2 separate regions of the Sus scrofa genome follow, and region 2 is linked to region 1. Evidence: chromatin contacts called from public Hi-C data. All regions are on one chromosome and are shown on one strand. The core of a region is the stretch at or near the end of the contact, and the rest is flanking DNA. Distances in the headings are between cores, read along the strand shown.

Region 1 (7,534 bases), core at 1,639-4,138:
CCACCTTTAGGGGATGGCTGCCACCCCTCTGTGGATGGAGAGCCCAGTCCCCCCGGGCCCCCTTAGCCCCTGAACCCCGTATCAGAGAACCCACATGTCCGCAGAGCTGCGTAGTGGACACTTGTTGCAACACACACACACACACACACACACACACACACACACACACACACACGATTATCTGCCCGCCCCCGTGCTGGACTCCTGCCTTCTAAACAAATCCCGCCAAGCGGCCAGTAATCCACTGCCACCCCATTGGCCTGGAAAGGCATTCATGTATTTTTGTCTCGACAGACTTCCCTTCCCGGTCATGTCTGGCGGCAGAGTTTACTATGACAAAGAGCCAGGCCCAGCGGTGACACCACCACCCCCACCCCCCGCCCCCGGGCATCCACCAGGAAGGTCGCAGAGGGCAGGGGAGTCAGTGTGGGCCTGGGGTGACAATTTGGCCAGTTGAGCCTCCCTGTGAATCACTTGTTGCTGGAAAATTGCGTCTGTGCGCACAGACATGTGGTTTTTAGCTTTTGCCCTGAAGACATGATGCACGAGGCAGAGAAGAAATCTAGGGGACACACTCATGTTCCAGAAACAAAGGGCCCGAGAAACCACTTGTGTGTGTAGGGGGACGAAGGCCAGGACAGAACGGTTGTGCCCTATGTTTACTATTAGATGCAAGGGACCCTGTCGCTCCTCAAGAGCTGAGGGCCAGGAAGCCCGAAGAGGGCGCAGCCCCTCCCCCTGGGTGGGGCCCAGCAGTGCCAGCCCTGAGCCTCCCCTCCCGCTGGCCCTGCCCTCACCAGTCCCGAGGGCCACCTCCGTGGCTTCCAACACAAACACCAGTCCCCAGATTCAGGTGCATCTCAGTCTCCCCACTGGAGGGACGGACAGACGTGGCTCCAGGCCTGAAGCGGCGGATCCCATAACCCTCGGTGGGAAAACAGGTCTGCATTCTCCTGCCACCCCCATGTCCCTTCCTCTGCTGTGAGCCTGGCATCTGCCAAAGCCCCCATGGGCATCTGGGCCCTGATTTCCCCAGAAGGATCCCCCCTCCACTCCGCAAACACCCACTGAGGCACCTCTGGGTGGAAAAAAGGGGAGGGCTTGGGGAGATGCAAATGGAAGTTCAAATCTGGCTCTTGGAACTTCCTGGCTCAAGGGCCCTGAGACACTGACTTAGGTTCACTGGCCTGGTTTTGCCCACCTGCAGCCCGGAGTGGGGATGGAACGACTAATGCTGTGGGGGGCTGCCAGGTGCAGCGCCCAGCAGAGGCTCCAGCAGCTCTCGGTTCACTTTCTTGTCCCTTCCCAACTCCTGGGGAAACCCAGCTCCCGTCCCTTCCTTCCACTTCCTTATGCTGAGGCCAGATTCCAGGGAGTGGTGGCCAGTGACAGGGAGCGGCCTCTGGGACATCCAACCCCTTCGGCCTGAAGCATAGAGGTGGCTGGAGACTCTCGTGGTTTAATTATGGTAAAATATACAAAGCATAATTCTGATCATTTTCACCACTTGTAAGTGTAGAATTCAGTGGCATCTGAATACATCTACAATATCGTGTAACCAATGCCACTACCTACACCCCAAATTTCCATCCTCCCCAACAAAGACTCTGTACCTATTAAGCAAAACCCCCCATCTCTCTGCCCCACAATCCTCCTTTCCAGCGCTGGGAGGGGTCCTATTCCAGGTGCCTCTTATCAGGAAATCATACAGTATTTGGGCCACTGGCTTCTTAAGACCCTCTCTGGGCCCCTTACCTTATTACTTTCTGCCTGTCACTCTTTAGGCTTGTCACTGCATTTTAGACACAGCAAGGGTACAAGGTCGCTCCACCCCACATCACAGCTTTGGAGCTTGGGAGGGACACTGCCCCCTTTCCCAAATCTGAAGCTGGACTGTCATTCTTGTTCCGAAGGAAGAGATGAGCTCTGTGGCTTAGAGGGAGAGCTTTGCGCTGCGGGGGTCTCCCTCGGGCACAGGTGCCCCCAACTAATCTCCACCTAGGAAGTTCCCACACCAGCCCCAAATTAGGCCCTCCCCGGGGTGCATTCAGGACCCTGGATTTGGGGAGAATATAGAGTCCTTCTATCACGAGCACTAGCCTCCCCGTTCTCTGGACCCATGGATGGCGCTCTCAAAGCCCGCGAAGCCCAACCAGAGTGGAGAGGGGATCACCCAAGCGGTGCCACCAGCTCCCCCACCGCCCCAGACCCACAGCCGTTGCTCCTCGCCGCTAGGGGGCGCCACGGAGCCGCCGCCGCCGCCGCCGCGGGGGCCGAGACGGGACCCACGGACCCGGCCCGGGCGCAGCCTGTCCCGCGCGCTGGGCGAGGCGGAGGGCCGTGCGCCAAGACGCCAGGGGCCTTCACGCAACGAGAGGGGGGCTGGCCTGGACTCCGAGAGCCCTGGGAGTGGAGTTGGCGGGACCGAGGGGAGTCGCCCTGACTCCTCCCCAAACTTTTCCCGCCCGCCTCGGCGCAAGAGGCGAAGGAAGCAGTCCGGGGGTGGGGAGGTGGAATTCCAGGTCCCGAGCGAACTCGACGCAGGCGGGACGTCTGCGCCCTCGCAGTCTGGCCGAGGGACAGGGGCTTTTCGGCCCCATGGGCCTCGGCCCCTCCCTGCCCGCTACCAATTGCAGGCACCTCCCTGGGTCCGGTAGGTGCAGGGGCCGCTCGCGTCCCCGCTGCCCCGGCGCTCCCTGCCCCGAGCTCCCAGACCTGCGCGCGGCTCCCGGGCGCGACCCCGACTCACCGGGCGCTGGCGGCTGGACGGACCGACCGGCTGGGGCGCGAGGCGAGGCCGCCGGGCTGTTTTGAAGCTCTGGGCTGGGACTGCGCGCCCTCCCTCCTCCCTCTCGGTGGCGCCGAGCCTCCTCCCCACGTCCCCCCTCCTTCCCGATCCCGCCTCCCGGGGTGTGATGTCAGGAGCGGGGAAGCGGAGTGGGAGGAACCACGGGAGGCGGGTGGGGGCCGCTGGAGAGAAAGGCCGGAGCCCGGGGAGCGACCCCAGCCCCAGCCCGCCTTCCTTCGAGCTTCCTCCGAGCTGGAAGGCTCTCTGCGCTGCGCCCACTCTGGAAGTTTCCAGCTTCCCCTTCTCCTTCGCATCTTCTCCCCAGTTCTCTTCTCTCAGGGTAAGGGTTAAGGACCAGGGTTCTGGAATCCTTACTTTAGAACCCCTTCCCTAGCACTTTTCATTACTTAGGGATCTTCTGCTTAATCTTTCCTACCTCAGTTTCCCCTCTGGAAATGGGAGTCACGATAGGACTGATTTCCTGCAAGGGTCATAGGCGCGCAGTGCCTGGTACATAGTAAGTGCTCGATCAGCCTCAGCTGTGGTTATTTTTCCTATTTGACATAGAGTCCCTGGCCTTGGTGGGAGGTGGCCAGGCAACCAGGGATCCATTAGGACTCCACCAGAGTCTGCCCAGCCCATGCCCCCCGCCCAGGCACACCCGCACACAAAACACCAGCCGTATCTTTTGAAACCACGACCCTGGAATTTATTGTCCCTGGAAATAACATCAAAAGACAAACCACCCCAAGTCTTGCTCTCCAGCCCCCAGTGTCCCCATTTAGAAACTGAGAGGGTTCCTCTGGGCTGGAGGCTCTTGCAGGCTACAGGAAAAAGCCAGAGGGGCCTGAGCCTCAGCGGTGGGGTGTGCAGGAAGAGGAGAATTTACTGTATTGAAAAAGGGAAGAAATTCCAAACCAGGACCACAGCATATTACAGTATATTTTAAAGCTTTTAATTTAACATGTTAATGTTATTTGCACCCACCCCAAAATATAAGGCAATGGACTTGTGCCACTAACAAAAGAATCAGAAATCCTCTCAAGAAATGCTAACTTATTGTGCAGTAGCTGGTCTAGCTGAGAAGCCATGCTTAAATTTTCTGATGCCCAGTCTCTCTCTCTCTCTTTTTTTTTTTTTTTTTGTCTTTTTTTTGTCTTTTTAGGGATGCACCTGCAGCACATGGAAATTCCCAGGCTAGCCGTCCTACACCACAGCCACAGCAACGCCATATCCCAGCTGTGTCTTCGACCTACTCTGCAGCTCACAGCAACACCGGATCTTTAACCCACTGAGTGAGGCCAGGGATTGAACTGGCATCCTCATAGATACTAGTTAAGGTCGTTATTGCTGAGCTATGACGGCAATGCTCCAGACATTTTTCAATCTTGTTGCAGAGTTCTGCAAAGAGAGAGCCTCCTTGGGTCTAAATTAGAGATCTGAGGGAGATCTGGGGCCCCTTGCAAAGGGCTACCCCAAGACCCAAGTCTTGAGGTCCCTCAGCTGCTCTAGTGTCTGATCTGCCACATCTTTTTAAATTCTGATATTCTATGGCTAGTCAAGACTTTCATTTCCCAAGCAAGAGAGGGGGCAGAAAGGTGTTCATTTTGAGCTGAGGCCCCACGTAAAAGGGGAGGACAGTGGGGTCTGGCTGCCACAGAGGAGGCCATACAGGGCCCAGTCACCAGCAGGGATGGGGATGCTTGCCTGTCCCATGGCCACCTGAGAACGCCCAGAAGGCTCTGGCAGAATGGACACCTGCAGCAGGTGGGTTTCTTCCCTTTGCTGAGCCCTCACTCTGTGCCAGTTACTTTACAAGCCCTGCCATCTGTGTGACCCAGCAGCCCATGAAGAAACTGAGGCTCAGAGAAGCTACTTCAATAACTTGCCCAAAGTCCCTATTTGGGTGGGAGCTTGGATTTGAACCTGGCTCACCTCTTCCCATTACATTGCACTTTGCAAAATGTTAACCAGGGTCCAGCCATGATTTTTATCATATCCACAGGCCACCTGAACTAGTATACACTTAATATTTTTCTTTAAGTCAACTCTGTTTTTTAACTATATTTGTTTTTTAAAAGGAAGCTCTATATCATCGTGATAAACAGGAAACCAATGCCAACCACCAAAAATAGAAGACAAACTTGAAATATAAACACTGCCCAAAGAAAACAGTGTTAGTACTTTCTAACTAGATACTATTGCATGAAAGAGTCCATGAACCTGAGGTTTAGTGTCTATTGAAAAAGGAGTTCAGCAAGTGTTAGGGTCACGCTAGCATAGAAGGAGAAAGTCTCCTTCTTGTAGTCAGAACTATTGCAAGATCATTGGAAAAGGGAATTCTGTTCTCACTCCGTGCGTCCTCCTAAAATCCCCTCCCACGCACCTGCTGGTGGGGCGTGGCCCACACAGGGAAGCACCTGGCCAGACAGCAAAGATGCCTCTCTAGGACTCAGAGAAAGGAATGATCGATTGCATTTCTCACCTGCTTCCCAGGCTTCTTCAGAGCCCCACCTACCTGTGCAATCCACCTGCCACTTGCATCTCTAGTTTTCTCTCTTTAAATATGTGCCTGTCTCTCCAGGAAGATTGGAGACAGAAACCTGCCTCACACCCACTCTATCCCTGCTCCAAGTATTTCATTAATGGTTTGAAATCTCAACATGGTGTGGGCAAAAAGTAAGAGTGTGTTCGATTGAGTTCTGGGTCCCAGTTCTTCAGCCCACTATGCAGTAGGGTATATCCACACTGCAGCTCTAGCCTCCTGGCAAGGAGAGCATTCTTCCCGTCTCAGCCTCGAGCTAAGCCATGTGACTGGTTTTGACCAATGAGAGGTTTGCAGACTTGACACACGCAAAGGCTGGGAATGTGCTTGGGCGATAGGGCTTGCCCTCCTGCGCTTTTGCCATGTGCATATGCAGAATATACCCCCGGTGGCCCATTGGCTCCAGAAAAATGAAAGATATGGAAGCAGAGCTTTCCTACATGACCCACAGAACTTCCATCTGGGACGCAGAGCTGTTCCAGCCAAGCTTCAGACACGTGAATGAGAAATGATGTCCACTGTTGCACATCACTGAGGCATCAGGGCTGTCTATTTCACAGCTGTAGCTAGTTGATAAAAGGATCATCTCATATGGAGAAAGAGAACTGTACATACAGCATCTTGAAGGCATGATGGAGAAGGCTGGGAGGTGGTGATGGTTGGCTCTGGGTTGGGGAGCAAATATATTTGAGAAATCAGTCATCTCTTGTGTGTCCTTTCTAGCTTGAACGTTTTAAGGTTCTTCCAGTTTCTTATAACCTGTTCCTATTGACTCTTTTCAGTTCTCAGAAGGAATGACTTGGGGTGTCCATGCCTAGGAGGCTAATCTGATCCATCACCTCAACACAATCCAGTAGAACATGGAGTTGTAGCAGAAGAGCTGATGGAGAAGAATATGTGGGTTCTGGTCAAAAAAGATGGCGCTCTAAAAGAAACTGTGGTCTCAGTTCACAGTCATGGTGAGAATAGATCAAATATGAATGTGATTCAACCCTTGAAACCTGCTTTTGGTTGGTGGGTGTTTCACAGATGTCATGGGTTTTACTAACTTCCATTCAGTAACCATTTCCTTTGAAAACAAACTGGTAGATAAGATGGCCCACATGGTCTGCCTCCTGGTGTCCTCGCCCTTGTGTACTCCCCTCCCCTTGAGTATGGGTGGGACATAATGACTCTTAATGACTAGAATAAAATGAAACAATGATGGGATGTCACTTCCATAATTAGGTTTAAGAACCATGACTTCTGTCTTACTGAGACATTCTATTGCTTGCATGCTCTCGTGATGGAAGCTACCAGGTTAGAGAGACCCACATGGCAGAGAACTGAGGGAAGTTCTGGTAAAGAGCCAGCCAGGCACAGAGGCCTCCGTCCAACAGCTCCCAAGGACCATAATTCTGCCAATAACTATGTGATCTTGGAAGAAGATCCTTCCCCAATTGAGCCTTCAGATGAGACCTCAGCTGTGGTCAATACCTCAATGGCCCTGAGGCAGAGGATCCAGCTAAGATGCCCAGCTTCCTGACCCACAGAAACTCTGAGTTAAATCTGTGTTGATTTAACCTGCTAAATTTTAAGGTGGAGGTGGGGTGGCTGGGTTCTATTGCAGACTTTGTATCTATCAGTCAAGATAGAGTAGGTTATGGCATGATAACAAATGATCCTATAATCTCTGTGGCTTACAACACAAGTATTAATGTATCTTGCTCATATTATATGTCCACTAGGGATTGATTTTTACCATGCGTCCATATCTTTACTTCAGGACACAGGCTGGTGGAGCAGCCTCTCTATGGACCATTGCTGGTCTCGGGAAATCGGGACGATAAGATGATAAACCACCCACTGGCTATTAAAAGCTTCTGCATGCTCACATTTCATTGGCAAAGCAAGTCATGAAGCCAAGCAGCAAAAAAATCTCCCACTAGCCATGTTATCTTGGCAAGCCACTTCATCTCTTAGGGTCCAACTTTGCATTTGGCTTACAGCTCTAAATGCTTCGGGATGTTGGAATAGAGCAAGCACATCCAGAGGCCTCGCAAGCAGCATTTTCTCTTGGCTACTCTGGAGCGAGATCCGCCTAACCAAAGGCCCTGCCATCAGCACTTCTAGGCAGGGCTTGGCGGGGTGTGCATTCCTGCCATCAAGAGACATCTGGGGAAAAAAAAACCCTCAGTGCCTGCCATATGGAGAGTCAAGAA
Region 2 (7,534 bases), core at 2,526-5,025, 47 kb before region 1:
AGTTCTGGGTATCTCTGGAAACAATGTCCACTGCATTGGGCCCGGTCTTGTGTGTGCTTTATCTTATTTAATCCTCACAATCGTATATACTGACTGGTTCTGCTGCTCAATCCTTCCTGCCCTCAGCTCTCCTAAACAGGTCTTAGCTTAAATGTCATCTCATCAATGAGTCCTGCTCACTCAGCCCAGGTTGTTGCCTTTACATTATACTATCTCTTTCACAGATGGTATCCCAATTTGTAATTTTGTTTAAAATTTTCTTGCTTATTGGCTGCCCCCTCCTCCATTGTAAGCTCTGCAAGCACACAGGACTTTTCCGTCTGGTACATCCGTGTGTCTCCAGCCCAAGGTGTGGCACATGATAGGTGCTCATCAAATCCTGGGTCATGGAGTTCCCTTGTGGTGTGGTGGGTTAAGGACCTGGTGTTGTCACTGCAGCAGCTCTGGTTGCTGCTGTGGTACAGTTTCCATCCCTGGCCTGGGAAATCCCACATGCTATGGATGTGGCCAAAAAACAAACAAGCAAGAACACAAATATTTGGTGAATGGGAGACCAAAGGCTTAAGCATTACCCCAGTTTTGCAGATTAAGAGGTTTAAAGAGTCTAAGCAGCTTGTTAAAGTCTCTTGGCTCCTAATCACAGAGTCAGACTGGATTGCTGGTATATACTTCTTCCCAGGGAAGGTTTGGTGGGTCACAGCAGTCTTGGGCCACGGCCTTGGATGGGGCCAAGAAAAGCAGCTATCAGAACAGAAAAAGCAAATGAAAACTCCTGCCCCCTGGGTGATGAGTCAGAAACGTCAGCTCCTCAGAACCAGACAAGCTCTGTAATTAGCGCACTGTAGACACCTGGCAGAGGCGGCGCCCACTGGCCGTCTGTGCAGGATGGCACAATGTGCCTCGTCGGGCCCCTTCCCCCCGGGGTCCCCGCAAGCCCAGAAGCTCAAACGGGACTTGTGGTCAGAAGCGGGTGAGAGGATGGAGTGTGCTGGGCTTTCTGGGAGGCTGGAAGCATCTAATCATATACCCAAGGTGTGGCTAAATCAAAATAGATATTTTAAATCTGCTGTTGGATGGGGACATCCTACAAGGCCAGCTTGAGAGAGGTAGTGGTGTTCAGAGAGAGGGGACCCAGGGGAAATCTGACAAGGGAGGAGCAAAGAACACATGTGAATTCCTAACACCAGAGAAGACACCAGAGTTTGCACTTTCTTGGGAGTTCCCGCTGTGGCATGGTGGCTTAAGGATCTGGTGTTGCTGCAGCTGCAGCATAGGGTGCAGCTCTGGCACAGATTTGATCCCTGGCCCAGGAACTTCCATATGCCACAGGTGCGGCAGAAAAAGAAAAAAAAAAAAAGAGTTCACACTTTTTGGGGAGCCTGACCTACATGTTCCCCAGATGGAGCCCTGCTGACACCCCATGAAACTGATTTGAGATATCTGACCTGCAGAAATGTGAAATAATAAAATCATGTTGTTTTAAGCCACCAAATTTGTGGTGATCTCTTTCTCTCTCCCTCTTTTTTTTTTTTTTTCTTTTTTTCTTTTTAGAGCTGCACTCTCAGTCTGAGCTGTAGCCGCTGGCCTACACTGCAGCCACAGCAACATGGGATCCAGGCCGCATCTGCAACTTACACCACAGCTCATGGCAACGCTGGGTCCTGAACTGAGTGAGCAAGGCCAGGGACCAAACCTGCATCCTCACAGATGCTAGTCAGGTGCGTTTCCGCTGAGTCACGACGGGAACTCTGATCTCTTAAAGCAACAACAGGAAACTTTGATAGGATTGAAAGTAAGCTACTAAGCAAAATATGAGACAGTGTGTATAGATGTATGACTGGGTCAATTTGCTGTACAGCAGAAATTGACAGAACAATGTAAATCAACCATAATTTAAAAAAAAAAAAAAAAAAAAGGAGTTCCTATCATGGCACAGTGGTAACGAATCAGAATAGGAACCATGAGGTTGCAGATTCAATCCCTGGCCTTGCTCAGTGGGTTAAGGATCCCGCGTTGCCATGAGCTGTGGTGTAGATCACAGACATGGCTCAGATCTGGCGATGCTGTGGCTGTGGTGTAGGCCGGCAGCTGTAGCTCCCATTAGATCCCTAGCCTGGGAACCTCCCTATGCTGCAAGTGTGGCCCTAAAAAAGCAAAAAATAAAATAAAATAAAATAAATTAAAAAACTGCAAGGCAAATACTCCCAGTGGTACCTGACTGATCTAGGAGGTACCTGGAGTCACGTTACATAAGAGGACGTTATCTTCTCTGTCTTCTTACTACTTTCCGATTATATCAAGCAGTTATGGTCCTGATCTGTTTGTTTGTTTGTTTGGCTGTGGCATGCAGCAGCTTTATGTGGGATCTCAGTTCCCAGACCAGGGACTGAACCCGGGCCACAGGAGTGAAAGCTGAAAGCACCCAATCCTAACCACTGGACCACCAGGGAACTCCATCCATTTCTTCTCCCCCTGCCCCCGATCATTTTTTAACACCTATGTATCTGTTGTTAACCTTTCTTAGTTAGGAAAGAGCAGTCCTAGGGCTCAAAACCTCCTGCAAACAACCATTTGAAATATGCATTTAATAACATTCTTATTTTTAATCATATCTAGTTTTTAACTGGGTCACTTATGACAAAAAATGTTGATCTTCAATTTACTTTATAAATTTGTAGTTTGAAATAAATTGTATTTATTTTTTCTTTTGAATGAATGCATTTATATTAAAAAAAAAGTAGATTTAAGGAAAAATGTTCAGTGAATAGTGCAGGATGTACACACCTACCAGCAAAAAGCGTGTAGACGAGGTATGGGCCATAAAGCTTAGGATACACTGGCTTAGCCGTAGGTAGATAGAGAACTGGGCTTCTGATGGGATTTAGCAGGTATTTGACAGCCCAGTATCTGAAGGTCCTCCCTTTGTCTGGAGAATTCCCTTCCTTCTGAGTCTCTGGTTGGTTTGCAAAACTTACCTCCTACTGTAAAAACAGACAATACTGGAGTTCCCATCGTGGTGCAGCAGTTAACAAGCCCGACTAGAATCCATGAGGATGCGGGTTTGATCCCTCACTCAGTGGGTTAAGGATCCGGCCTTGCCGTGAGCTGTGGTGTAGGTCGCAGATGCGGCTCGGATCCCTCATTGCTGTGGCTCTGGCATAGGCAGGTGGCTACAGCTCCGATTAGACCCCTAGCCTGGGAACCTCCACATGCCGCGGGAGCGGCCCTAAAAAGATCAAAACAAAACAAAACGAACAATACTGACAATGCCTGCTAATCATCTCCCAGCCTCCCTTGCAGTGAGGCCAAGGTCATGTGACCCAGACATCATCAATCAGATGCACTGTGCCTGGCTTTGAATCTAAAGCTGTAGGGGTAGGAATTCCCTGGTAGCTCGGAGGGTTAAGGAACCAGCATTATCACTGCTGTGGCTCGGGTTCGATCCCTGGCCTGGGAACTTCCACAGGTCTAGGGTGCTGCCAAAAACAAAAAATAAAATTTTAAATTAAAAAACTTTAAAGACATATGGGTGGCACGGATACAGATCAAGTCCTTGGTATAAGTGCCACCACCTTGTGTGGTTTCCTTACCAAAGAGTGTTCTGAGAAGAAATATGAGGCAATGGGGGTGGGGCTGGGGGTAGTGACCTGATTTCCTTTTAATAAATTCCTTTTCTGTGTACATTAGCCAGAGACACTGTTGCTTGCAGCTAAGGACCCTGACTGACACTACATTTGGGTGCTACAAGCCACAGGCACAGGTGGCAGCACAGAGGGCAGCCGGGATCTGCGGTTCCAGCCTGGGAAGCAGGGGCCCTGGCTTTGCTATTGCAAAACATTTGGTTTACACCAAGGTTTGGCAAACGTTCTGTAAAAGGCCAGCTAGTAAATGTTTCACATGTGGGTCCGTATGGTCTCTTTTTCGGCAACTCAACCCTGACTTTGAAAGCAGCCTTGAGCAATATGCAAATTAGCAGGTGGCTGCAGGCCAGTAAAACTTCGTTTACAAAATCCAGTGGTGGGCTGGACATGGACCGCGGTTTAACCCTGGTTTAAACTCTTCCCTAATCCGTACCAGCCAGTGACCAGTGAATGTTCTCAGTTTCAGAAAAACTTGTAGAAACACATCAGGATGTTGCCAGGTTCACCTTCACAGAGGCTTCAGTAAGCCGCTACAAGAAGTCGATCACTGGCCAGGATGGTTCATTTAATGACCAAAATGGAAGATAGCATGGCTTTACTGAGGTTCTTTCTGCCCGAGGCTTGTAATCTAAACTGGTGGAGCATCTAATGGTCTGGAGATTTACAGGGACAGGCAAGTCCAGTTCTAGCCAGAGGCTGGTAAACTTTATTTGTAAAGTAAAATTGTAAGTATTTTAGGTGTTACAGGCCACATTAGGTCTTTGCGGCATATTCTTCTCTGCCTTTCTTATAATGTTAAGACTGAAAAAGCACTCTTGGCTTGAGGGCCACAAAAAAGGCAAGACTTTGGCCAGCAAGCCAGTAGTTTGCTCCACCTGGCTCTAGACTAAAGATCCATGTTGCGGAGGCAAAAAGCTGAGCAGAAGAGAGGATACATGGGATTCAGAAAGAGACCTTCCAGGCAGAGGACCAGCCTGGGGACATAGCTTGGGTCAAGGGCTGGGAGGCAGGAATTCTCAGGTTCAAAGATGAGGTCCACTTTCTATAAGACAGGAAAGCAAACACCACCCAGCTACTCTGTCACTGGATTCCTGAGTGTCAACATTTGTGTGACAATAAATGTTTGTTGTTTAAAAAAGCAATCCAGGAGTTCCATCATGGCTCAGTGGTTAACGAATCCGTCTAGGAACCATGAGGTTGCGGGTTTGATCCCTGGCCTCTCTCAGTGGGTTAAGGATCCGGCCTTGCCGTGAACTGTGGGGTAGGTCGTAGACAGCTTGGATCCTGCATTGCTGTGGCTCTGGTGTAGGCTGGCAGCTACAGCTCCGATTAGACCCCTAGCCTGGGAACCTCCATATGCCGCAGGAGCAGCCCTAGAAAAGGCAAAAAGACAAAAAAATTAAAAATAATAATAATAAAAAACAATCCAGGAGTTCCCATTGTGGCTCATCGGTAATGAGCCCGACTAGTATCTATGAGGTTTTGGGTTCAATCCCCCGCCCTGCTCAGTGGGTCAAGGATCCGGCATTGCCATGAGCTTTGGTGTAGGTCGCAGATGCATCTCGGATTCTGCATTGCTGTAGATGTGGTTTAGGCTGGCAGCTATAGTTCAGCTTCGAACCCTAGCGTGGGATCTTCTATATGCTGTAGGTGTGGCTCTAAAAAGCAATAAAATAAAATAAAATAAAATAAAATAAAATAAAATAAAATAAAATAAAATAAAATAAAATAAAATAAAATAAAATAAAATAAAATAAAATAAAATAAAATAAAATAAAACAAAATAATAAAATAAAATAAACCCACGATCCAGATAAGATCTCTGATGTGCATGGCCTTGCATGACCAAAGGAACTGAGAAGTTCCTGAGCCAATCCGCCCTGAGATTCTTCTGGGAAACTAGGCTTTGTGCCCACAGGAACGGGGAGGGGGCCCTCCCCTCCATTGCCTTAGATCCAGAGGACTGTGGCCTAGAAAGATCATCCCAGTGAGTGGAACCCAGGGCCCTGCTTTGACCAACCATGGATCTTACCCCCACCAGGGAAGGAAGTTTCTGGTATTTGTAACCGCAGTGAAACTTGGGCCATTGGGCATTGATGCTCATTCTGCTCATCTGTTTTCCAAAGCGGACCGTGTAGGCATCCTCTTCCTCTCCCCCAGCCCATAGGGGGTGCATTTGCGAGTATACGACTTACCTTTTAGTCACGGGCTGCTGGGCCACAAGAAGCCACCCTGGGCCCGACGGAGAGGATCGCTACACATCACCAAGCGATCCTGGAGTGATTGTGACGTTGGGCTGTGGACCTCCTGGGAAGGGGTTCCTGCATTTCCTGAACGTCTAGGAATGGCTTAACTTCTGAGGAAGTTGTGCCTGCACGTTTGGCAGCAAAGGGATGGGCTTCGTTGCCCGCCTCCCTGTCGATGCCCTCTTCCCTTTGCTGAGAGTGTGGTTCAGGAATCTCTCCCGCTCAGAGGAACGGGAATCTGCCTCCCAGCTCAGAGGTCCATGCTGGGCGCAGTCATTCACTGCTAAGTCACCTCTGCCAGTGACAGGGTGAGGTGTGAAAACTGCAGTCCTCAGGCTAACGACATCAGGAAGACTTGGCTGAAGGGCTTCTGCGGAATCTCTCTTGTTCCTGACGAAAGACCTAGAAAAAGTCAGTTCCCCTCTTACCTGATTAAGCCAGGAGATGGCAACGTTCTCCTCGAACCAGAGTCCTGAAAGTTTTGCAGGCCACGCACATTGGGCGGTGACTCTGCCATCGTAGCCTAAAGGCAGCCACGCGCAGTATCAAAGCTGACAGGCACGCCTGGGTTCCAATAAAACCTTATTTATGGACAGTGAAACTTGAATTGCCTCTAATTTTCATGTGTCACCAAGTATTCTTCTTTTTACTGATTGATTTTTTTCGAAATTGGAACTCAGATGCCTAGATCGGAGCAGGGATCAGGTTTCTCATGACGCACCTAATACAATGCTTAGGCCTTCATTTGAGCACGAATATTTGGTGAATGAATATTTACAAAATCCTTGTGACAAATTGACTCTTTTATCATTATAAATATTTATGCCCTCAACAGTGTGGAACACCTAAATATATAAAGCCAACACGAATAGAGGTGAAGAAAGAAGCAGACAGCAATACAATAAGAGTAGAGGGCCTCCATACTCCAAATGAATAGATCATCCAGACGGAAAATCAGTCAGGAAACATTGGATTTGGTCTACACTTCAGACCCAGTGGACCTGACAGACGTACCCAGAACACTGCATCCCCCCAGCAGCAGAATAGGTGCTCTTCTCAAGTGTATGTGGAACATTCTTCAGGGGAAGACTTATGTTGGGCCACAAATAGTAGCTTAATTTCCTGATTGGAAGAAATAGAGTGGACTGCTCTGGGGTGCCCACCAGCCACCCGCCCCAGGGACAAAAGCCAAAATAAAACTAGAAACACAAAGAAAATTGACAGTGGCCCCTGAAGGTTTTCGTTTGCAACCCCCGAATGTGGGTCTTCAAGAGAGACAGAGGGTTTTTGCTACTTTGGGCATTCCTTAGGGAAAAATTCAAGAGCTCTCTCGCGCTCTCTCTGGTTGAATTTTTCTTTTTTTAGGAGAGTATGCTATTATGATAATTTTATTTCCATCATCACCCAACTCTTTAAAGCAGGAGTCTTTATTAAAGACAGACAAAAGAAGGAGTTCCCGTTGTGGCTCAGCAGTAACGAATCTGACTAGGAGCCATGAGGACACGGATTTGATCCCTGGCCTCACTCAATGGGTTAAGGATCTGGTGTGGCTGGATGTGGCTGTGAGCCATGGTGCATGTCGCAGACGCGGCTCAGATCTGGCATTGCTGTGGCTGTGGTGGAGGCCAGCAGCTGCAACTCGGATTT

What was found. Hi-C and Micro-C count contacts between places; a contact is called where the count stands out from the background.
Region 2: a Hi-C map of liver shows a contact between it and region 1, with 4 times the contacts expected there. A contact is called at or near these places in 1 of 5 promoter capture datasets (liver), 13 of 47 Hi-C or Micro-C datasets (alveolar macrophages, embryonic fibroblasts, fetal heart ventricle and 5 more) and 1 of 2 datasets of targeted methods (skeletal muscle).

Annotation. Positions count from the first base shown.
Region 1 is chr3:32,445,856-32,453,389 of Sscrofa11.1, reverse strand. EMP2 (epithelial membrane protein 2) reads right to left here and starts at 2,888. Exons shown (of 5, transcript XM_021086642.1): 1 at 2,750-2,888.
Region 2 is chr3:32,494,027-32,501,560 of Sscrofa11.1, reverse strand. No RefSeq gene overlaps it. Among named protein-coding and RNA genes, the nearest start is that of EMP2, 47 kb to the right of the region's middle.